Linked DNA regions of Mus musculus: all the other regions are linked to region 1. The links are chromatin contacts, called in public Hi-C and HiChIP or PLAC-seq maps. All regions are on one chromosome and are shown on one strand. Each heading gives the region's core, a stretch centred on a gene start, on an enhancer-like site or on the middle of the called end of the contact. The rest is flanking DNA. Distances are from core to core; before and after follow the strand shown. Region 1 overlaps Runx1 (runt related transcription factor 1). Region 2 has its middle 85 kb from the start of Gm41499. Region 3 has its middle 47 kb from the start of Gm30474.

Region 1 (4,252 bases), core at 1,729-4,228:
CTCGGGAGGGTCAGCCTCAGAGGTATCCAAGAGGGAGTTTTTTTAAAAAAAAATCAGGATAATTTCAGAGCGCCTACCAAGGGCCTTCCTTATCTTTGCTACGAAATAGAAAAAGTTAGAACCTTGGATCGGGCCAGTCCATCTTCCTTAAGGTTCCCCGAACCTCTGGATGAACACCCAGACCGTTTTGTATCTCTCAAATGAAAGCATCAGGAAATAAAATAAGAGATGCTTTAGTACCTTCAGGTCAGAAGAAAAAAATAAATAAATAAACCAAGGGAAACAGCCAGGGATCACACACACACACACACACACACACACACACACACACACACACACACACACGCCCCGCCGCCTTTTTTTTTTTTTTTTTTTTTTAAATCGCGCTATAAGATTCAGCGTGTCCAAAGTCCGCGGCAAGGAGTAGTTGGTTAAGTTTGCCAAAGTCCGGAGTTTTTCCGAGCCTGTAGCCTGCTCCTGCCAGAAGCCGCAAGTATTGAATCCTGTTGCTTTTTCTGGAACCTCCAGAATATTATCGCTGGCTCACCTAAATTAAGCCCCAGGCAAGAAAGGTGACAAGGTGTCTACCGACACCCAAAAAGGTCCAATCCAGCAGCTTTTCTGTTTGAGCAAGGGGCCTTGTAGACCCGGCAACTTCAGGTGGGCAGCTCACGTTGGTCAGGTCGCTTTTCACCCTGATCTTGCCCTAGCTTTGTGTTGCGTCTAAAACTTGGCTTTCAGAAGCTATATATAAACAACCTCGGGCGGTTTAAAAAAAAAAAGAATAAGAAGAAGAAGAAGAAAGAAAGAACCACCCTACAACTCTGGCAGGGAGCTGGAGGAATTTAGATTCTCTTCTTTGGTCTTCTCCTGAGGTGGGTTTTAAAAGGTACAGCTGAGAGCAAAAAGACTCTGTCAAGTTGTGTTTTTAAAAGGCTAAGAAGGCGGGACCCGAGCTGAAAAGGGAAGCTGCTCTCCTTTTTCTTTTTTCTTTTTTTCAATTTAGCTGAATAATTGTCTCATTTAGGAGGGAGATTAATTTAATTTAAGCTTTTCGTAGTTCCAGGCCTCAGCTGGATCTTGATCTAATTACAATGAATAGCGCTCACTTTTTGACAAGTGCTGTCCGGTTCCCCTTTTCATGCTAAAAAGACCATCCACATTAAAAAAAAAAATCATAGAAGTAGAATTTGCTGCTGACTCTGTCTGTAGAATTGCCACCTTTACCACTGTTGTGAAAGCAACTTTTTAAAGGGGTAGAGGTGGGGTTGAGAGTCTGAAGGGGAGCCAGGCACTCGGGTTTTCCTTCCCTTCCAAGTATTGGGGAATCCGTCCCAATTCCTTTAGAAAAACAAATTTAGCTGGTGTTGTCTTCTGTTTACCCTGAGAGGGACCTATCTGGGCTCAGCCCTAAGGTCACTTTCAGAGAACAGAGAGAAATCAAACTTATTGTAGTCAAGGAAAGGGCCAGTTAAGGTAGATCTCCCTGCCAGCCTAGCTAAAGGGACTGTGGCTTCCTTGAGGGAAGAAATTGGGTCTTTTCTGAGCTTTGTTGCTGTGGTTGTTGTTGTTGTTATTGTTGTGGTTGTGGTTGTTCTTCTTCGTCTTAGTCTACCAGGGAATCCCAGTTTATCAAGACACTAAATAACTGATTTTTAAAATGGTCTTCAGGAGTTGACGTGGTCCCGTCTTGAGCTACCACATGGAAATGTTTATTTTTCTTTTCAAAAGAATTAAAGACCTTACACATTGCCTTTACAAGCCACGAAAAATAATTTTTTCCTTTTAACAAAAATAATCACTGCCGTAGAGATTCCCCTTTACAAATGATTTTGGAAAGACCTCAGTGTGTTTCCCTGAGTGACAGCCAGGAGCCATGACAAAGGTCACGGTGGACAGGGAAGTTGAAAAATCAGACCTCTGGATTAATATCTGTCACCACCTATGCTGTCCCACAGAGGGACGGCTGCTTCAAGGAGCTCACCAGTCAGTAGATAGAATTTGCGGAGGGAAAGGAGATTTAAAGGCTGGGTTTAAGAGGAAGCTGGACTTGGAAACAGACCATCTTCCTTGCTGTATTTTCTATGGGCCCTGGCCCCTCTGTGTGCCAGCTCCTACCAAACACACAGAAGCAGTTTCTACCAACAGTCTTTACATTTACATGTGAATTAAGATTCCGGAATCTCTTTAGGGGTTAACCCTGCAGGACTTATCCTATTCCCTGCTGCCGCCACCACCCCCAGATAAAAATCGGATGATGTGAAGCCCTGTTCAGATCACTTGTAGAAGAGCATCTCCCGGAACCTTCCGGAATCTTGTTAAGTCCTCCGCTTTAATCTTCAGAATTATCAGGAGACTTACAATCATGAAGTCCCTTGAAAATTGATTAAAATTATGCTAATTAGTCCTCCCATCCTCCACCCCTCTTTCCACCTATAGACTGTTTATCTCAGCATAGAAGAAACACTTAATTTCACTGCCGAGAAACTGGGAAATCTGCTCCATACTACACAATATTTGCAGATACCGTCTACAAAGTTGTCTAGGTGACTTGCAGTAGATTTTATAATACTGTAATAAAAGAATTTGTTTAGCCCCTGGTACACCAGAGCACAAAAATATAAACATACCTTTATCAGGGAAGTTCAAAGACCATGGGTGCTGATGGAATATGCTTTCCAATAAATAAATAAATAAATAAATAAATAAATAAAATTCTGGCCGGAAGACCATGATCCCTAGCTATGTGTTAAATGTCATCTCAGATAAATTCTACGTTCCATTCCACAGCCTCTTTGAAACTCTGGAAGATTAGAGAATTTGCAGTAACTAAGTTGTTGCTTTAATTTCAACCTGTAAAATTGTTGGAAAATGCCAGTTTCAAACTAAGAATAGGCTAGCCAAGAACAGTGCTGGGAAGTCCTCAGAGCAGAGAAGACAGCTGACATTTGGCCCAACTTCCTGATACTTGAAGAACAGAGAAGTTCAACAAAATATGAGCTATCTTGGGCCAGCAAGTCCCTTCTTGTCTGTTTGGTCTGTACTAAATGTAAATGTTTCTCTTGCCTTACCTATTGTTTATAGCTTTTTACTGCAGACACTGCTTTGTATTTCTGTTTGAAGTTTGATTTCTTTTCATTATTTCTATATCATCTCTCAGTGACAAAAATCTATATCAAATTGGAAGACATCTTAGCTTTAAATAAAACAACAACAGTGCTAGTAACCTAGCCTAGGTGTGCTTGTCATTGTTTTAAGTACAGAGTTAAATGTCCCTGGATTTAATTTTGTCTCCTTCCCTTCTCCATCAAAACTCTTTGGAGATAAATCAAAAAGCCCAAGAAGTAGTAACCGAGCCACTGGATGCCCCCTTCCTGCTTCCTTTAGAAATGGGGGTGATGCAATTTAAACTCCTAATTTTTAGACTTTTGAATTCCAACATCAACAAGCTTTTCTTGGCCACCATGGTCCTCTTGTGCTGTAGACGAGGGGGCCTCATGGGTTTGACCTCTTGGTAATGAGGGATCCCTGGAACAACCATGGTAAACTGAGGCACGGTGGGGCACAGTGGGAATTCATGACTTGGCGTGCCTTTGGGCGCTCTGGAACAGGATTTATTCATTTTGGCCTCTTAGGAGATATGGGCCCCAACAGTCAGGCATTCAGACTGGAAGCCCGGATGTCGATTCAGTGCCCTCGGAGCCCAGTGGGTGTTGAGATGAACTGGAAAGGCCTAGGTCTCCACAGGGAGATGAAGGCAAGGAAGTGAAGCATTTTCACAGAGGGTATCTCATCCTTGTGAGCAAACTGTGCAGAGGGAAATGAAAACATTGATGAGAGAGATGGGGGGAAAAATAGACAGAAAACAGAATTTACAGGAGTAACATTTTGTAGGAATAGAAAGAAAAGATAATAATGATCAATTAACCGAGCAGGGGAATTTATTTCAATGATGTTCTTTGAAACAAAAGAGTTGTCTTATTACCACTCCTAATTAAAGGCATCAAACATTTGTGGTGGGATAGAAACATCTAATTACATATTGCTTGGAGAATAAGCGTTTTTAAAATCTCCTTTGTAGAAAACACGTCCAACAGTTGACATGAAAGGGTTAAAAGCAGAGGCAAGGGGCCGCAGGGTCCTTGTTTCACAAAGCAAGTGAGTGAAAACAGATAAAAATTAAAGAGATAGCAAGATACATACCCAGTCCTAGAGAGCAGAGTGTCCTAGTGATGTCCTAGGGGTCCCCTCT
Region 2 (4,486 bases), core at 487-2,986, 350 kb before region 1:
ATAGACTTAAGGGCAGTCCGTGGCATCGTCCTGTACACATAAGCATTATGTAACATGCATCTGTCCTGACAGCCAGGACTAGGCGATCTTCACTTCATAAATCTGGTTTGACTGATGGAGAAGGCCAGTGGGGAGATCTCAGACATGATACTCTGAAGATCAAAGGCTCCTCGTTTCCCTGCTAACGACACGGTCCTTACTCCATCCATACCATACAGAAGTCTTCCTAGACTCCGTCACCCCACCCAAGCCTGTCACTGATGAAAACCACATGGGATCAGCTGCTCAGATAGAAACATTGGGGTCGCACCTTGACCTGCACTGCTGCTGAGCTGGCCTTATTTGTTAAACCGATCCGGAGCTGTAAATATAATATCACGAGACTCCAGGTTGGGAGAAAGTGAAAGACAATAGAAGCCAAATCCTAAAGAAAGCTGCTTGTCTGGGGTTGATGGAGGAGCTTGGGGCCAGTGTCTGGCAAGCTGACAGTCAGTGCCTAAAAAGAAAACAAAGAAAAGAAAACAAATTTTAAAAACACGGCCTCAGCCGTTTTACCACACAATAATTGCACACAAGGAAACTTACTCCTGGCACCTGGCCGGGAAGGTAATTACTCGGCTTCTCTTCTCCAGGGAGCATAATAGCTGCATTGTTTGACTGGTGAGGGGTTCAGGAGGAGCTACAGAAGAGGAACAAGGCTGGGGGAGAGCCTGGGAAGGGAAGGTGTGGCCTTTGATGTGTTTCCAGCCCCAGGTTCAGGGACCTGGGCTGTGAGAAATAGGCATGTCGGAGATCTTTGTCTCCTCACCTGCGAAGGAAGACAGTTGTATGGTTGCCAGCCCTTGCCTTTATCTGCACAGAACCCATTAAATCAACAGCTCAGCTGTCATCAGCTGGGGTTCCAAATCAAAGCACACACTTGGGGTTGACGCGCCTCACTGCAAAGTGCAGGATCAGATCTCCGAGAGCTAAAATAATCCCGAGAGATCCAGGGGCGTGTGGTGGCTTCTCAGTGAGGCTTATCAGACGGTTTCCAAACATGGTCTTCTGGCGCAAGTGAAACCATGCTGAGTGATCTTTGATGTGGGGGATGTCAACAAACTCAAAGGGGGATGTGCTCAAAGGGATGGGTTGCTACAAGCTATAGTGTTCCTCACAGTCTCTTGGGAAGGGGGCACAGGGGGCGGGGCTTATCCTGCCAGGGCCAGCGGGTGTTGACGGAGTCCTAAAGGTGAACCTGGATGGTTAAGAGTCCACCTTGTCTGGGGCAGAGTCATGTGCCTATAACTGTCTAACTATGGTAGGAGTGGCACACAGCATAGACTAAGTAAATGATATGGGAAAGAACTAAGAAAGAGGTTTCTTTGTTTTTCTTGGATTGGGATAGGGGATGATCAGACAAGTTGAAGCCATCATAAATGAACACTGGGGAAGAGGGTGGAGTTTAAGATCTGCCAGAGCAGTAAATGCCGTCGGAGAAAGGCATGGACAACTTTGCTGTCTCTGACTTAAGTGGTCATTCAACTTTGCTCTTTGTATCTTAACAGCAACATACTACATTTTGAGTGTAAAATTTGGGCGACTTCCACATGTTTAAAAAACAAACAAACTTATGACCATTTTATCTGTGGTGCTCAGTCATGGAAGTCAACTGTTAAAGTGAATGTAAGGGTCTAAGCTCACTCTCATTGTGGGCTTCCCCTTTCTGACCAAGCACTGCATCAGATGCTGGAAGTCCTGTAGAGTGGCAGCTATGTATGACGAAACTCTGTTAAGGATGCGGCAGATATCTAGCAGGCCAACTGCTCAAACTTGGTCCTTTCCAGGCAGAGGACACTGAAGGTAGAAGCTTCCAATGGTGAGGCCTCTTGAGTTCCCTCAGGTCCAGTGTGTTTGTGCCTTGTTTTGTCCCATAGGCCAGATGCCCCACCATATTCTAAATTCATCATCTCAGTGAATAAGATCTGCTTCTTAGATGGTTCACATGCACACTGATCAAACGCAAACCTGCCCAGGCCACAGAAGCCCTTATGGCTTTTGTCTTAATTGTTTGATGCTCCTGTACAATTAAGTTCAATAGACACCAGTCCCTGATTGAAAGAGACCTGTAATCAGGCCATTATAATGTAGCTCCACAGTTGATTCTGAAATCTGAATGCAAGCTTTTATCTTCATCCCCTGTGCATTCACACACCCCTCAGGTTTCCTTCTTTGAACTGGCTGCCCCAGCAGGTGGCAGAGTGCAAAGCTCAGATGCTGGGGTCTTTGTGACTCCCCACACAAAGCAACACAATGGGTGAGGTCTACTAGACATGATGCCACAATGCATATGAAGCTGGAATGGTTCCATTGAAAACTCCTTTTACAGTTAACCCTTTTCCTGAGGAAGAGTCCCAGGTAGCCCAGGCTGGCCTTGAATTTGCTATGTCATAGAGAAAAACACAGAACTCCTGCCCTCCTGCCTCTACTTGCCAGATGCTGAGATTATAGGTGTGCAATTGGGAAAATGCTAGATTTGTAAAACAAACAAACTAAAAAGCAATAATAATGATAATAGTAGTAGTAGTAGTAAAATTAAATAAAAAATTTAAAAGCAGGTCTAGTTCAGATGGTCTCATGTCATTCACATGGGTTCTTATAATTAAGAAGCCAATGTGGACTCATTATCCTCAACTAACTTGTGTGTGTGTATGTGTGTGAGTGTGTGTGTGTATCTGTGTCTGTGTGTACGTGCTCATGCATATGGAGTCTATGTTAGATGTCTTTCAAAATCACTCTCCACTTTATTTTTTAAGGTAGCATCTCTCTCCAAACCAGAATCTCACTGATTCAATTAGAGTTCTGGCCAGTAAGCTCCAGGGATCTACCTGTGTCCCCTACACCAATGTTGGGTTTCTAGGCACACCTTCACACCCAGAGTTTACACATGTATTGAGGATCTGAATTGAGGTCCTCACACTTGCATGTATAGGGACCTCCCCTGCAGGCATCTCCTCAGCCCTGACTTTGATTTGTTTCCACTAAATCCTCTTGCTGCTGCAGGACTCAAATTGGATGTTACAGCACATAATTAGCAATACCCACACTTCACACTGCTAAGTGTGATCACCCTCACTTCACACTGCTAGATGATCACCCTCACTTTCACACTGCTAGGTGTGATCACCCTCAGTTTACACTGCTAGGTGTGATCACCCTCACTTCACACTGCTAGGTGTGATCACCCTCAGTTTACACTGCTAGGTGTGATCACCCTCACTTCACACTGCTAAGGTGTGATCACCCTCACTTCACACTGGTAGGTGACAGTCTCTTGTTCATCCCTTGTGTGCTAGTTACTTGCCTTACAGATGTGATAACATATCCAACAAAACCACTTCAACATAGACGGTGTGTTTGAGCTGATGGTTTAAGTGGGGATAAGCCATCATTGCAGGGAGGTCATATGGTATGGGGCAGCTGGTCACATGACATCCACAGTCATGGTGCAGAAAGGAATGAATGTTGGCACCTAGCTCACAGAACAGCATTGACTACATTCAGAATAGGTGTTCTTACCTCCATTGAGATACTGTAGAAATGTCCTCATGGACACACCCAAAGATATGTCCCACTGATGCTCACAGTCCTTATAGTCCAAACACACTATCAGGAATGAACCATCATTCCTTGTTTTTCATTATCTTGATCATCTTGAGTGGTCCTAGTCTAGTGTCCTGAAGAGTAGCTGGAATACCTGTCTGCTAATTTCTTCTAGGAGCCAGGGGATTTGACACATGATAGGTCGACTCAGGGCATCGTATCAATACAGAGGTGCAGGGTATCTACAGAGAGGTACGGGACATCTACACAGAGGCACGGGGCATCCACACAGAGGCGCAGGGCATCCACACAGAGGTGCGGGGCATCTAGAGGGCATAAGATGACTTGCTTTTTCCATCCCTAATGCAGAGTCATGTGTATTCTTTATTCCTTGAGCTATAATCCAATACCATGCTCTATGCCTTGGCTGAGAACTGAATCCGATGTAGCCATTGGGAACCCGTAGGGTGTGGCTTTTGTCCCTCTGATATTGTCCAACTTATTTCTTTACTAAACATTCTCACTTTTGGATCTTTCTGACTATTTTATATTTTCCCTGTCTCAGCTCTCAATCCAGGAATTATTCTTGAGATATGCTCACTGATTCTTTTAAATGTGAGAACAAAAAAAAAAAATAAAGCATTTCTTTTTATAAACATGGCTTCTTCACTTGATAAACACATTACTTTCTCTTGGTGAAAGGACTTGGAAGAAAATTTTAATTTCTAAAGGGATTTTAACATGTCTATAGGCTTTATAAAACAATATGTGTTAAATTCTTGATTTGCTACATTTTAGCTTCACTAATGCTGTTTTTGAAACACATTTGTTTGCAATGGTCCTTGCATTGATCAGAGTGTATGAGGTTGTAGCAGGGTAACTTGGAATCCTCAGTTCTTACTGG
Region 3 (4,352 bases), core at 1,215-3,714, 390 kb before region 1:
TATCATGGAGGGGAAGGTGTGGGAAGAGGATGGTCCAGCCTGGGCTGGAGGAGGTGGAGGGGGAGGTTCCTCTCATCTCCTGTGGCACAACAGGAAGCAGAGACTTCAGTGAGGATGAGTGCTGGGTTTCAGCCTCTACAGAGCCATCCACAGTAACTAGCTGCCAGCGCCCAAATCCTCTGCATCACTCAAAACAATGACACAACTTGGGGACCAAGATTCAAGACGTGTATGTGTAAGATAGTCTAGACCCAAAGACAGTACCAACTCCTATCCAACAGATGCTTTTGTGAGCGTGCTGTTTCTGTTTCTCTCTTTACTTTGCACTCATGTAATACATTGTACCTGCAAACATGTGTGTGTATGTGTGCATGTGTGTTATGTAAATGTGTATATATGTCTGTGTACGTGTGTGTATATGGGTGTGGTATGTGTATGTATATATGTGTATGTGTGTGTTGTGTGCATGAACACATGTGTGTGTATGTGTATGCATGCGTGCATGTGTATGTATGTGCCTGTGTACATGTGTGCGCGCCAGTGGGCAGTCAGAACCAGCTGCTATTTATTGTTCTAGATTTCATTATTTTTCTATCCTACCCAATATTCTCGGTTTTATTGAATAAAATTGAGAATGTTGTGTGCTTCTATATTCGGTGTATTTGGGAGTCATGAATACTGAATGAGATTTTTAATACTCCCAAGGGCAGTTATGCCTTGTATTGGTATTCTGATTTCATTTTGGCTTCTAGACAGAAGTACTCACAGGATCGTATACAAAGAAAGAATTCATACATATCTTGTTTATTTTAATCTGCCTGAAGTAAATTGCCCTTGCTGAAGTTAACAGATACTGTAAGAGGGAGCTAAAACATACATGAAGATATAGAATCTCTTTTCATGTCTGGGAGGAGGAAGTTGGCGAGTTGGGGACTATGGGTCCAGTCTCTGGAGCCAATCAATGTTAGTTCACAATGAAAAGAGGTTTTTACGGGTAGGAGTAAGTCAGTGGTTCCAACAGGGAAGGACTGTCATGAATTGTTCAGGAGACTCCCAAACCCAGTCACAAGACAGTCACTTGCAGGAGTTTCCAGACACAAACCTTAAGAATGACCAGATACACAGATGAGGCAGAGCTCAGGAGATGCAGGCATCAGCCAAGAGACAGCAGGGTTCACCAAACAAGGGCTCCTCCTGAGAGGAAGAACACTGGAGCCACACCCACAGAGCACCAAGAGCCACAGTCCATAGCTTAAGAAACTGGGAGAAGCTGTAAGATTCTCCCTTTGTCCCTGTCAAGAGACCACAACGCTGCCAACTAATGACTAATGGAGGGGGTGCAGCTGTGTCAAACAGCCATCTATCAGGTCATATTATAAACACTATACTGTATAATGTTTGCATAACTACTAAGTTAGATAGCAATTACATTCAAGAAAATTTACACATTTGTTGATTGTATTCTGTCTTTTGTTTAAGATGAACACCCTAATGGTAGACTTTCCAGATGGTAGCTGTGTAACCATTTAGAAAGCTCTTACATGAGTCCACCGTTCTAAGAATCATCTGCATTTCAGCGGCCCCGGCATCCCCTACGTGATGGGTGTTAAGCGCTCATCCCAGCCTCTGTACTCTGAGGGCTTCCTTGGGTTCTGGTGTGTGTCGTCTTCCCTGTTTGTCTGTCCATAGGGCCTGCGTGTGGCTCTAGGCATCTGAGGAGGATTGCTTTGAGAAACCCAATTGACGTCCATTACGTATGCCTTGTTAAACAGCCAGTGCTTGTTGCTTGAGTTTTAGACCTGGGATTTTGTTCCCAGAAGTTTCTGAAAGCCACTGTGCCCAATATGCTAAGCAAGCCAAGCTGTATTCCGATGTAGGTTCATTACATAAGGGACAGATGCCCTCCTGCTCAAGCCATTCCTCAATTGGACCTGAAGGCCACTCTGTGGTATTTCCCATGCCCAAAGATGCCCCTCCACAGCAGTGGGCATCTCTTTAGTAATCTGTGGGTCCCAAGACCTGTTGTGAACCAGACCAGGCCTGTGATGCAGAGCAGAGCAGTCTGTGACCATAGGACAGCGCAGGGAGGGACTGAGCACCTAGCATCTTCCTCATTCGGCCACACCTCTGCCTTCTGGCACAAGGGCCTGGCTGAACCTCCAGCATTTTTAAAAAGAGCCTGAAATTAATGTCTCAGTGTGATCAATGTAAAATCTCAATAGTCCAAAGTGTTAAAAAGCCACTTCATGAATCTTTATGTTGCCAGGGCAAAGCCAAAGCTGCCAGTCCTCTGTGCTGGCCCAGTACGCTGCAGCTTGCAAAGGCGAGGATCTGTCTCCTGCTTCCCTTCCCCACCTCCCAGCAACAGTGCTGGCTCCCCTCACAGAATCTCTTCACAGGCCCCTGGGTTCACTTTCCACAGCTCAGCACCTCTCCGAGGGACTCTGAAGGGATTTTCCCTCTCAGGCCCTTAGTTCCTCAACCAGGAACTGTCTGCCCTGGATTCCAGTTTCAAGACACCAGCATGTGTTAAAATGCAGAAATGGCTGGAACCAGAATTATGCTGACAATTGTTTTTCTTGCTCCCAAGACTCCTCTGCCAGGTTTGTTTGTTGTTTGGTTGGTTGTTTGGTTGTCTCTTTGTCTCTAGGCAGAAGGGTTTGGTTCTTTGCTTTCTTGTAGGGCCCTGGCTGACACTTATGTTTTGAACACTCGTGTGTGTGTGTGTGTGTGTGTGTGTGCGTGCGTGTGCGTGAGGCACTCCTCCCTGCTGAGCCACCTCACTGGCCCCCAATAACTAACAATTAGCCTTCTCAGCAATGATGGAGACTCATACCAAATACATTGGATTTTTGTGACTATTATACTAAGATACCACCAACCTATTGTTGTCAAACAACAGAGATTTCCCTCTCGACAATATTGAGGCTAAAATTCACAAGTTAACATGTAAACTGAGCTGGTTTCTCCCAAATAAGCCGGGACCAGTCACTCCATGCCCTTCTCCTGGCCCCTGGTTTCTGGCAGCAATCCTGGGCTTTCTTTAGCTTGAGGCTGACTTGGTTCACCCCTACTACATCTCTGTGCATCTCTCCTGGCTGAGGCTCCAAGTCTCCAGTCTCCCTCTCATACAGGAAAGATGTTTGTTACTGGACTCAGCAGCTATCCTAATCCAGAATGATTACACTGAATAGTCACACTGAAGTTACTAAATATGTAAACTACTTCCAAGTGAGGTCACATGTATCATGACTTTGGAGAAATACTATTCAAGTGTTTTGTGGGACAATGAGGTTATGTCTCCAGGTAGCCTCTCTCTCTCTCTTTCACATCAGGGGGGAGAGAGAGAGAGAGAGAGAGAGAGAGAGAGAGAGAGAGAGAGAGAGAGAGAGAAGAGAGAGAGAGAGAGAGAGAGACTACTAAGCTTCCTTCAGGGAGAAACATTTCAGAAAGGGCCAGCTCTAAGCCTCACAAACCCTGGGCTTGATGGGAAGATGGTGTTTGGAATGACCCAGGTTTTCTTTAATGGGCTAAGAGAGGTAGCAGGTCCAGTGGTTGTTTGCTGTTAGCCACAGGAAGAAACAGGGTGTGAGGATGCAGCAAAGCAACAGAGCTACAGCCAAGTGTGGTTTCTGGTTTCAGGCAAGCTTTCCACCAGTTATCATGATCAACAGCCCAGGAGATGGAAGCAGCCTCCTTCCCCTGTAGATCCCTTCAGTGTGGGTGTGAATCAGACTCCCTCCTTCTGTCTGGGCTCTCATTTTCTTCCTCCGTCATAAGAAAGGGCAGGAGTGTGTGTCTTTGGCTGCTGTTGAGTGCTCTGTGGTTGAGCTAAGAGATTAACATGTAATTTGCTATTATAAAAGCAGTAATAACACCTCAAGGTCTTCAAATGGCTTTCCTGGCTGTCGGTCAGGGGTTGGTTCAAAGGTCACAGCTCTCGGAACCCTTTCCTCCACCAGGAACACTGTCCTTAGCTTCCCACACTGTCACTCTCTTCTCCCTCTTGGCTTTTTGTCACAGCAGTCCACAGCTTTGATCTCAGAAAGAATATTGCAGTTACAGTCTGTATGGCAGGTGCCCATCCTGGCCACCAAGACTCACGGTTGCCTGAAAATCTCTGCCACTGGTTTCTCGACATTCTAGCCCAAACACTGGATCCATCTCCTGCGTTGGCTGTCCTTTCTCACACACAGCTTTTAGAACCCAAATCTATTGAAGATAATTGACCAGTCACTTGGCTGTACTTGGAAAAGATAAAAATACTTTGCTGAAATATTCATTTATTTAGCTCCTCTCTGACAGTGCCGGAGGCATCGAACCAAAGTACCCGTCCTTTCTCCTCACTGAGG

What was found. A called contact is a pair of places that touch in the nucleus more often than the background predicts. HiChIP or PLAC-seq counts read pairs in DNA pulled down with a chosen protein or histone mark.
Region 2: a Hi-C map of bone marrow-derived macrophages shows a contact between it and region 1, with 29 read pairs. The contact joins two enhancer-like sites. A contact is called at or near these places in 2 of 15 datasets of contacts at CTCF or cohesin (the NIH/3T3 cell line and pro-B cells), 8 of 484 Hi-C or Micro-C datasets (CD4 T cells, LSK cells, bone marrow-derived macrophages and 4 more), 26 of 115 datasets of contacts at active chromatin or transcription factors (the 230-238 cell line, the SCID.adh cell line, acute myeloid leukemia and 16 more) and 4 of 9 other capture datasets (adipose tissue, embryonic stem cells, liver and 1 more).
Region 3: an H3K27ac HiChIP or PLAC-seq map of microglia shows a contact between it and region 1, with 5 times the contacts expected there. The contact joins two enhancer-like sites. A contact is called at or near these places in 2 of 15 datasets of contacts at CTCF or cohesin (both in the NIH/3T3 cell line), 6 of 484 Hi-C or Micro-C datasets (brown adipocytes, embryonic fibroblasts, uterus and 1 more), 20 of 115 datasets of contacts at active chromatin or transcription factors (the 230-238 cell line, the SCID.adh cell line, bone marrow-derived macrophages and 16 more) and 4 of 9 other capture datasets (adipose tissue, embryonic stem cells, macrophages and 1 more).

What each region holds. Positions count from the first base shown.
Region 1 is chr16:92,691,052-92,695,303 of GRCm38.p6, reverse strand. All of the region lies in intron 3 of Runx1 (runt related transcription factor 1), which reads left to right. Among named protein-coding and RNA genes, the nearest start is that of Gm30281, 69 kb to the left of the region's middle. Within about 2 kb of position 2,978, at least 18 of the 459 cell types and tissues checked have an H3K27ac peak or open chromatin away from gene starts, as enhancers often do. A contact at or near this core is called in bone marrow-derived macrophages and microglia, where this site is marked.
Region 2 is chr16:93,039,326-93,043,811 of GRCm38.p6, reverse strand. No RefSeq gene overlaps it. Among named protein-coding and RNA genes, the nearest start is that of Gm41499, 85 kb to the right of the region's middle. Within about 2 kb of position 1,736, at least 32 of the 459 cell types and tissues checked have an H3K27ac peak or open chromatin away from gene starts, as enhancers often do. A contact at or near this core is called in bone marrow-derived macrophages, where this site is marked.
Region 3 is chr16:93,082,638-93,086,989 of GRCm38.p6, reverse strand. No RefSeq gene overlaps it. Among named protein-coding and RNA genes, the nearest start is that of Gm30474, 47 kb to the left of the region's middle. Within about 2 kb of position 2,464, at least 22 of the 459 cell types and tissues checked have an H3K27ac peak or open chromatin away from gene starts, as enhancers often do. A contact at or near this core is called in bone marrow-derived macrophages and microglia, where this site is marked.